Linked DNA regions of Sus scrofa: region 1 is linked to region 2. A link is a contact called in public HiChIP or PLAC-seq data. All regions are on one chromosome and are shown on one strand. The core of a region is the stretch at or near the end of the contact, and the rest is flanking DNA. Distances in the headings are between cores, read along the strand shown. Region 1 holds the start of RIOK3 (serine/threonine-protein kinase RIO3). Region 2 holds the start of NPC1 (NPC intracellular cholesterol transporter 1).

Region 1 (5,507 bases), core at 2,328-4,827, 110 kb before region 2:
TGAATCTGAGCCCCTGTAGCAACTCCAGATCCTTTAACCCACTGCAGCAGGCCAGGGATGGAACGTGCATTATAGCAGTAACCCAAGCCACAGCAGTGACAATGCCAAATCCTTAACCCAATGAGCCACAAGAGAACTTCCAGCCCACTACCTCTTAACTCATTAGCTCCATTATGCTCTTTCTCCCACTGAATTTTTTTTCACTCCAGGTTCATCAGAATCTCTTGTTCCTAAGTCATCTTCTTTTTCATTTCCTCCCATAGCCAGTATAAACCACATAATTTGTAATGTGTGATGTTGGGCTCTCTCCCTTTATGTCACCACTGGGCCCTGCATGTGCTTCTGCCATAACATCTTTAAGACTTAATTGTACTTGTGTTTATGACTCCAATGTCGTGAGGACAGGCAGCTATTTTTATCAATATTTGTCATTCCAATGTTAGGCATTTAAGAAAGCATTCAATAAAAATTTGTTGAATACATGATCTAATGCAAACATTTGGGTTCTTAGTTTTACTCTCAACTTCCTCTCCTTTTCTGATATGTCCACCCAAGAGCTTCTCACTGGCACATTTTTGTCATGCACTGTGTCTGGGTCATTTTCTTTCTTCCCTCCTTCCTTCCCTCCTACCTTCCTTCTTTCCTTTGTTCCTTTCTTACCACACTTACAGCATGTGGAAGCTCCCAGGCCAGGGATCAAACCCACGCCACAGCAGCAACCAGACTTTCAGGAGTGAGTTCACTGGATCCTTAACCTGCTGTGCCACCAAAGAACTCAGCCTCTTTCTGATCTGCTCTTTTCCTTTCAATCTGTTTCTTTAGAAATTCTTAGGACATTTAATAGGAAGCTCAAATACCTCCTCTTGATTGATGCTCTCTCCTGTTTCTCTCCTACCCAGAACTGAGAGGTCCATTTAATTTCTGGTTAAACCCACTTCCTCAACTACTTATACCCCGCTTGTAATCCTTTGAATACTAAGAGGGAAACACAATTTCCACATACATTCATTCATACATTAGATAATATTTGCTAACTGATGGGAAGGAGGCAAGGATTGTGTCCTAATGGAAACCCTTAAAGTCTGTATCTCAAGGAATCTCAAGAATTGACAGCTAGGCATCTTGGCTCAGAACTCCAATTTAGGAAGAATGCTGCTATCAGTGTGTGTTTCTAGAAAGTCTTAATGGTCAGCACATATACAATATACAGCCATTCCCCTCCTCAACCCCGGCCCAGCTTGCCTGGGTTCACCGCACGTCAGCTTTGCCATTCATTTGCTTTTAACTTGATAACAGAAAATTTCACATATTGAGGTCATTCTAGCTTAGACATGAGTTACCTTGAATTTTATGCTAACTAAAACAGTCTGCTTAGGAGTTCCCATCATGGCTCAGTGGTGAACGAATCTGACTAGGAACCATGAGGTTGTGGGTTCGATCCCTGGCCTTGCTCACTGGGTTAGGGATCTGGCATTGCTGTGAGCTGTGGTGTAGGTCAAAGACACAGCTTGGATCTGGCATTGCTGTGGCTCTGGCATAGGTCGGTGGCTACAGCTACGATTAGCTCCCTAGCCTGGGAACCTCCACATGCCACGGGTTCTGTCCTAGAAAACACAGAAAGACCAAAAAAAGAAAAGAAAAGAGAATCTTGGAATTCCCATTGTGGTGCAGCCAAAATGAATCCAACTAGGAATCATGTGGTTTTGGGTTCAATCCCTGGCCTGGTTCAGTGCGTCAAGGATCCAGCGTTGTCATGAGCTGTGGTGTAGGTCGCAGATGCGGCTTGGATCTGGCATTGCTGTGGCTCTGGTGTAGGCTGTCAGCTACAGCTCCAATTCGACCCCTAGCCTGGGAACCTCCAGGTGCCGCGGGTGTGGCCTTAAAGAGAGACAAAAAAATTTTTAAAAAATAAAAAATAAAACAGCCTGTTCGTGCCCTATCAAACCTATATTGTACATCTGCTTCACGTATTAAAGAAAAGCGTGCATTGACTGGAAATAAAGTCATGTTAAAAATAAAGATTAAATGTCTCCCTTCGTGGAAAGCCAATACTGGCACGACTTCATTGATAAGACTCCCTTCCCAGACCAAGGTTGTATATACTGACTCCCTGTGTACCTGCCCATCTAGTTTGTTTGTTTCGAAACTAGAGGAATGTATCTCTGATTTGTTTGATGTTCTTTGTTCTGCTAAGATATAAAACTGTGCTGCAAAACCGTACTTCTCTGGAGAAGTTCCTGATTTATCTAAGAGTTTGTCTTCTGTGCTAGAGTCCTCGGTTTGGCTCAAATAAATCTCTTTTGTACTACTATTATAGGTTGATTATTGATTATTTTCATCCACAGACCACCGGGCAAGTTACTTTACCTCTCTTGTGTCTGTTTCATCATCAGTAAAACAGAGATAATGATTTAATTTATCTCTCAGAATTATTTTGAGAAGTGTTATTGCAGTACTTTGAGCACTGCCTGGATATAATAAATGAGACACAGGAGTTCCCGTCGTGGCGCAGTGGTTAACGAATCTGACTAGGAACCATGAGGTTGTGGGTTCGGTTCCTGGCCTTGCTCAGTGGGTTAAGGATCCGGCGTTGCCGTGAGCTGTGGTGTAGGTTGCTGACGCGGCTCGGATCCCACGTTGCTGTGGCTCTGGCGTAGGCGGGTGGCTACAGCTCCGATTAGACCCCTAGCCTGGGAAACTCCATATGCCGCGGGAGCGGCCCAAGAAAAGGCAAAAAGACAAAAAAAAAAAAAAAAAAAAAGAAATAAATGTAATAATGTTTGGCTACTTTTATCCTGCCATGTTATGAAAATCTCGCTACAAAATGTCAACTCAAAACTTCTATGTAGTCCTATTTTTTTTCAATGTTACACAACACACTACAAAACTTGACATGCCACGCCCCGCCTCCTACCGACAACAATAAAAACAAAATCGGACCTCTTCAGTTTCCCATCTCTAAACCTGCCATTCTAGGTCTCCCACACCATCCCAGTTTAGCGGTCACCCGGGAGGAGTTCCTCTGGTGGCACCGCGGACACGAATCCGACTAGGAACCGTGAGGTTGCGGGTTGGATCCATGGTCTCGCTCAGTGGTTCGGGATCCGGAGACACCCTCAGCTGTGGTGTAGGTCGCAGATACAGCTTCGATCTGGCGTGGCTGTGGCGTAGGCCGGCAGCTACAGCTCAGATTAGACTCCTAGACTGGGAACATCCATATGCCTCAGGTGGGGACCTATAAAGACAAAAGACAAAAAAAAAAAAAAAAAAAAAAAAAAAAAAAAGTCAGGGGGAAATAAATGATGAATGAATGGAGAGCTGGCTTGCTTGTTTATTTATAGTCCATACAGTCCAAATCTTGTTTAATGAGACCCAGAAGCCCCCTCGGCGAGCCAGGACACAGGATGGACTGCCCAGAGGAAGCCACGCCCGACACCGCTCCGCGGGGCAACCAAGACAGTGACCACCACCTCCCGGTTGGGAGCAGCAACTGGAAGTGCGGCCCGCCGGGGGCGGGGAAAGGTGACCTAAGGCGGAGCCGCGGGCGGCGGCCAATCGGAAGCGAGCGTTCCAGCGAAAAGGGCGGAAGAGAAGAGGTCTAGTTCCGGACGCGGCGGCCGCCGCCGCCATCTGTCACCTCAGCTCCGGCGTCAGCAGCCCGTCGCCCCTGCCCCACCGCCTCTCTCCTCGACGGAAGCTGCTTCCCTGTCCTGCCACCTCTCTGCTCTGTTTCCGTCGCTGTCTTCTTCCCTCACATGGATCTGGTCGGAGTTGCATCCCCTGAGCCCGGGCCCGCAGCGGCCTGGGGACCCAACAAGGTGAGGGGCGGTCGTGGCTGACGTGCCTGCCCTAGTCACCTGGGCTGGTCCTCTCGGAGGGCCCGGAGAGGGTGGCAGGCGCCGGGGCGGCCCCACAGGCGACTCGGAAAGTTCTGGGCAGGACCGGGGCCACCTCGGAAAGGGGGGTGGGAGTGGAAGAGCAGGGACGGGGCGCAGGCTGCCAAGGGCCACCCTGGGAGGTTTGGAGTCTCTCTTTAGTTCGGCACCTTGATTTTTGAGCCTCTGTAGCATATATTTGGGCAGGACTCGCTTAGAGACGCTGACGTGTGAGGGAAAGCAAGTACGAACTTGTTTTTCTTGGGCCAAGTGAGTCAGCCCAATTATACACAGAAAGCCCAACTGAAAGGTGGTTTAGGAAGCTGTTTCCTTAGCTTGGCAAGTGTGGTAATCCTGTTTGGACAGTTTCTTGTTTTTGAGGCAGTAAGAGATCAATCCAGGCGCACCCTCCCTCTTCTTTAGGTTAATCAAGTGTTTTGCTACTGTAAGACTGTTATTTCTAACATCTGCCTGGGCTTTAACGTTTAAGCCTTTTCCTGTAATGGCCAACTGAAATGTTTATTTCACATTACTGGTTTCAGGCTGCTGCTTTTCAGGATACTTTCATTACAAGGGTGAAAAGATTGCCACTTTTCAGAGGATTTGCTTGGAAGCTGAAGTGCTTCAATTGAGATTTTGTGTTCCTCAAAAGAGATTCTGAAGGAAACTAACTTTTTAGCTTCATAGTTGTTCCTTTAAAAATAATGGACGTATAACCACATATTAGTTTAAGGCGTACAGCATAATGATTTTATATATGTATATATTGCAAAATGCTCACCACAATAAGTCAACATACAGGGTTTCAATTTGTGCGTGTTAAGAACTTTTAAGATTTACTCTTACGGAGTTCCCGTTGTGGCGCAGTGGTTAACGAATCCGACTAGGAACCATGAGGTTGTGGGTTTGATCCCTGCCCTTGCTCAGTGGGTTGGGGATCCGGCGTTGCGGTGGGCTGTGGTGAGCAGGCTGCAGACGCGGCTCGGATCCTGCGTTGCTGTGGCTCTGGCGTAGGCCGGTGGCTACAGCTCCGATTAGATCTCTAGCCTGGGAACCTCCATATGCCGCGGCAGCGGCCCGACAAAAAAAAAAGGTTTACTCTCACCAACTTTCAAATATATGATACAGTGTTAGTTAATTACAGTCACCATGCTGTACATCACTCCCATGACTATTTTGTAACTGAAAGTTTCTACCTATTGACCACTTTTACCCATTTCACTCACTTCTTTACATGCTAACACAGAACATTTGTTCTCTTTAAAGGGTCACTCGTTAATCTTATTAGATCTTCGGACTAGGTCTTAAGAGAAAGTGGGAGGGGGGAAATTAGCTGTTCAGTAAAGGAAATTTTTATGAAAGTTCTCCTACAACCCTAGGGAGATTCTAAGATATTCTGGTGACAAATGTGGGTACATTTATGTGTTACTTTGTGTGTTTTTTTCTACTATGGCCTTGTTTACCGGGGCAAGATCAGTAGACATAAAAGGATGAAATCAGTGCTTTATTAAATTCCTCAATTAAGCATCTGTAAAGCTTGTACAAATGTCAAGTGAGATGAACTTTGCTCAGAATGCCTAATTTCTGTAAAAGTTCCCTTACAAAATTAATTTAGTAATAAAATATTTGATA
Region 2 (4,996 bases), core at 660-3,159:
CCATATGCCGAGAATTCGGCCCTAAAAAGCCAAAAAAAAAAAAAAATTAAGGAGGGCAAAAATCCCCCCAAAATATATTTCAGACCTTATGGAGGACAGTTAGTCTGGAATTCTGCAACAGAACTTTATTAGAGCTCACACTGAACCCAGACGAGCTGCTGTCATCAGTGAGAATTCTAAAAGCAGGGAGTCCTACCACCAGCCCTGCTCTCTGTTTGGGTGTACTGAAAGCCTGTGTAGACAAGAGGGAGTTAATCCTAAAATAACAAAAGCATTTCCAGTTCATATTTACAAACCCTCTCAAGGAGTTTTGCAAGAAACTTATGATCAACTTCTGACCTGTCTCAAAAGTCCTAGGAGAAGAGGCCCTCACTGGCCATCAGCCTTGGCCACTACCTTGAGGTAAAAGGATTTCCGAGATAAAAGCTACTTAGCAATGCAAAGCCTGCCTATTAGACCCTGACCTAAAACTCAAGGGAAACTGAATCACTCTATTTTCAAAGCAACTAACTGCTACTATTTCCTGAGTTTTTACTACAGTGATGAGGTCTCTCCACATATCACATTACTAGTCATGTGAGGTATTATTTATCTTCGGAAAACATTAGACTTGAAAGAATAAAGTGTGCAAAGCCCAAGAGCCAGCAGGTGGTCTACCAGCTGACCCCATTCCAAACCACCTGCCTGAAACTTGCTTTCCTCCGCCTCCCATCACATCCAGGCACCAGAAGGGTGAGCCCCCCACCGCAGGCACAGCCAGGAGGCCTCTCCTGGGTCAGCACCACCTGTCTCCTTCTGAGAAGGATGCAGAAGTCCAAGGAGAGGTTTTTCTAGTACAGGAAACCCCTTCGTTTGCTTTCCCCTATGACTCACTAACCCCTCATCACTGACACACCCATGAGTGGGCACCAGGGCAGGGGATTCCAGAGGCTCATTCCTTCATCTGGATCTGGTTTAATCAGCACTACATCCTTAGACATTCCCCCTGACTTCCACAGTTTTAAAAGAGAACACTCTAGACACAAACAGCAGCAAGGGCTGAGGCCCAAGGCTATTAAACCAAAGGAAAGCCGACCCAGGGAGTCAGGACTCGGAGCTCCAGGCCCCATTCTCTCCAGAGCTAGTAATGTGACAAGACGAAATTCAATGGCCACTACACCTGTGAGCCTGTTTCTCAAGACGTAAAGGGAGCGGATAAGAAGTCACTTGCGCTCTTTAGAAGATCACACTGACATACATAAAGTACTTAGGTCTGCTCCAATTTGGTGCCTAAATGGATAGTTTCCTTTACCTCCTCTCCCACCCTCAGCTTTAGGGAAGGAGAAAAAGAAACATAAAGTGGTCAGATCTTCTAAATAAATTTATAAAGAATTCGTGTGCATGTGGCAGAATTAAGAGGAGGAAAAAGGCAGACTAAATAAGAACCCTACCCTCTCTACCCACTTTCCTCCTTCCCTCTGATTCCACATCCTAAACCCATAAATTAGGTGACCACAGGTGGAATGGGTTCAAGACAGGTCAAACAGGCAGCTTTCAGTAGCCATCTTCCAGACCACAGGGAAATGTGCGTGGACAGAAGGCACGGGAGAGGTGGGCGGGGGGCATCTCCAGGAGCTCCACCGCTAGACCAACTTCTTCAGCCGCCCAGCGGCTGGTCCCCTCTGGGACCGGAGGCGTCTAAGCCGCAGCACAGCCCGCCACCCTCCCCGATTCGCGGCCCCACTACATCCCCCAGAGCCCGCCCAGGTCGCGGACATCCGCTCACCTGCACAGGGCAGAGCAGCAGCAGGAGGAGGCCGAAGGCCGGGCCGCGCGCGCTCATGCTGCCGCGACGCCGGGCGGCGGACGTCCGAGGTTCAGCTGGCAGTCCGGTTCAGCGTCCCGAGACGTCTCAGGCTGCCGCGCCGGCTGAGGGAGGGAACAGACACCAGAGCCGGCTGGCTGCGCGCGCAGGTCAGGAAGGAAGGCGTCGTCGGCCCCTCCCACTTCTGGGTGGAGCCACTGCCGGGACGCCCTGGACTCGTCTTGGGCGGGACAGGGGCGGGGCTAAGCGGGACCCGACCTCGTGAGGCCACGGCACCCTCCCAAGTGCCGGCTCTGCGCTTCTCCGCCCTGCTGCGCCTGGGGGCACGTCAAGGGGTTGGGGACGCCCCGACTTGAGCCGCTGAACCTTTGGAATCCGGCCTGAAAAGGATATTTCTGAGTTGTCCCATCGATGTGTGGGTTTGATGCTTCAACTCATTTCTCCCCTTTTTGTCTTTCCTGGATTGGAGACTGTGGACGAGAAGGTTTTAGTAAATGGGAATGCTTGGGGACCGTTTTCTCAATGGAGACCCCACTTCTCAGAGGAATATGTGTTTACTTCGTCCCCAGTTAGCACCCGGAGCAAGCTTTTCTTCCAAACCCAGTCACCCAAAAGGAAACCCGTGTCTGGACACTTCTAGCAAAGCTGGGGGCGGTGCCACGTAGTGGCCTGACAGTGTTGTGATCTGACAGTTCGATGGGCGGAGCGTGGCAGTGGGCGATGCCTCTGAGCTACCCAATCTCTGTTTTCTATCTGCTCAGCCCATTTTGTAAAAGCGCTAGAACTGCACCATCTGCTGGGGGAACCGAGCGTGACAGAGAACCGGCGGCCGGAACAAGAGCCCCCTCCACCCCCAAATCACCCCTGGTGGGTGGGACTAGAGTCCTTTAGGTTCTAGGTGAACTATCACGAAAGTAAAAAAAAAGAAGCATCTTGGGTTTTGAGTCTTACACTTGGTTGAGATAATCTTTTTTGGTTTTAATACCTATTATTATTATATTCATTTCTGGTAACATTTCTCCTCAGGTTTCAATTATTAAGAGCACTCAAAAGCATAAGTCATTTCGATTTTGTAGTTAAGGAAATGGAGGAAAGAATTTCTTCTTCCCACAGTAGAAGCCAATTTACAATGAAAAGGTTGACTATCCATCTGTAGCAATGATCAACTCCAATTGAGTTAGGACCACGATACAGCTGATGTTCTCATTCCTACTCTACAAAGTGGCTGATTCAGTCACTGACTTGCCTCCCGACCGCCTCTGCCTGCTCTGAAAAGTCCACGTAACTGGCTGGGTATTGAAACTATAGGAATCTCCTCTGGACCATCAGCCCTAGATCTTCCATGATGACCTCCTAGCCTCATGCACTGCTTGCTCTCAGGCTCTTAGTGCTCGCCCTGATGATCAAGTATCAGGCTTCCTGCAGAGGTACTGAAAATATTGTTACTGAGGAGTTCCCTTGTGACTCAGCAGGTTAAGGATCCGGCATTGTCACTGCATGGGCTAGGGTCCCTTCTGTGGCATGGTTTCCATTCCTGGCCCCAGGGGCCGCCAAAAAAAAATGCTATTACTGAACCATTGGCAGCAGCACCACCTGGGGATCTGTTAGAAATTCAAGTTATGGGCTCCACCCTGGATGCTCTGAATCAGAAACTCTAGGAAGTGAAGCCAGTTCTTTGTGGTTTAACCAGCCCTCCTGAGTGAAGGAAACTTCAAAGCACCGTATGAGATATTTCTGGGATGGGCAGAAATTTTGATACTGGACAAATTATGTCCACTATTCTCCAAAATAATAACAAAAAGATTTTTTAGACATATTTTTTTTTCTGCTTTTGTTTTTTGTACAGCTTCAACAGTACCCAAAAGCCTAGCATATATTTGAAAAATAAATGATCATATATTTAAAAGATTTTTTTGTTGTTGATAAAGTAATCCATGCTTACAAATTACTTTGAATAGTAATAGAAACTTTGAAAAATACACAAAAGTTTACAATTTACAAGAAAATATCATTTATGATCCTCCATTATGGATAATCATAGTGGTGCATTTTCTCCCTCTCTGAAAATTGTTTTAAGGTGTGTAAAGGAAAAAAAGTTGCTCATAATCTACTTCTACAAGGATTAAGCCATTAGCCACTGCAGTTGCTACTGTACGAACCCTGAGGGGAATTCAGGATGGAAAAAAAGACAAAGCTTTCTGTGCATAAGATATACTGGCCACTAGGTAGTTAAGATGCATATCTAAGGAAAATTTCCAAAGACTCCAGATTCTTTCATCTTCCCAAACTTAGAAAAGTAATGCAATCATTAACTTGAGATGCCTGTTCTTTGTGATTAGTGGTAATCTTTTTATGCCTGACAACATATTTTTACCTATTGAAAAAATTTCATATACACCCTGGCTCTTCCATCATTTCTTCAGAAGATTTCCTCATATCTCTCAGAGGCTGCCTCTTGGACTATGGTCCTCAGTGAGTTCCCCAAATAAAACTTGTTTTTACATTGTGCATTTGTATTTCATCTGACATGTTGTTCAGATTCTAAGAGACTTTTAAAGTAATGCTCTATTCCACTTTCACTGTAAACACCATTCAGCAATGATTGCATAAAAATAAAGGACAAAAAACGAAAGGGTCTATGAAATTATGAGATGATGCATCTTTATAAATTTGCAGAAACAGCCTCCAGAAAACTTCTATGCATTTGAAAACACGTATGTGAATATAATTTATGGGCTTTTTAAACAAGAGGGAACATATGGTGGTATACGGTTTGCAGCTTGCTTTTTTACATTTAGCAATATGCTTTTCCACCTCCCTATCTTTACAAGCTTTATGGGATTCCATTGTGAGTAATTGACATTTCTTTCTTTGTTTTTTGCTTTTTAGGGCCGAAATAGTGGCATGTGGAGGTTTCCAGGCTAGGGGTCAAATCTGAGCTACAGCTGCCAGCCTACACCACAGCCACAGCCAAGTGGGATCTGACCTGAGTCTGTGACCTACACCACCTCTCAAGGCAACGCCAGAAACTTAACCCACTGAGTGAGGCCAGGGATCGAACCTGCAACCTCATGGTTCCTAGTGGAATTCGTTTCCACTGCACCACGATGGGAACTCCTATATGACATCTCTGAAGCCAGCAATGTAGGCTTAGTCTCAGAGCAGTGCCCAAGTTAGTGAAGTAGAGTTCCT

Evidence for each region. HiChIP or PLAC-seq counts read pairs in DNA pulled down with a chosen protein or histone mark.
Region 1: an H3K27ac HiChIP or PLAC-seq map of alveolar macrophages shows a contact between it and region 2. The contact joins the promoter of RIOK3 here to the promoter of NPC1 in region 2. A contact is called at or near these places in 1 of 5 promoter capture datasets (liver), 6 of 47 Hi-C or Micro-C datasets (blood, embryonic fibroblasts, heart right ventricle and 2 more) and 1 of 2 datasets of contacts at active chromatin or transcription factors (alveolar macrophages).

What each region holds. Positions count from the first base shown.
Region 1 is chr6:108,335,409-108,340,915 of Sscrofa11.1, forward strand. RIOK3 (serine/threonine-protein kinase RIO3) reads left to right here and starts at 3,578. Exons shown (of 13, transcript XM_021096177.1): 1 at 3,578-3,818. The coding sequence starts at 3,756.
Region 2 is chr6:108,448,577-108,453,572 of Sscrofa11.1, forward strand. NPC1 (NPC intracellular cholesterol transporter 1) reads right to left here and starts at 1,910. Exons shown (of 26, transcript NM_214322.1): 1 at 1,766-1,910. The coding sequence starts at 1,822.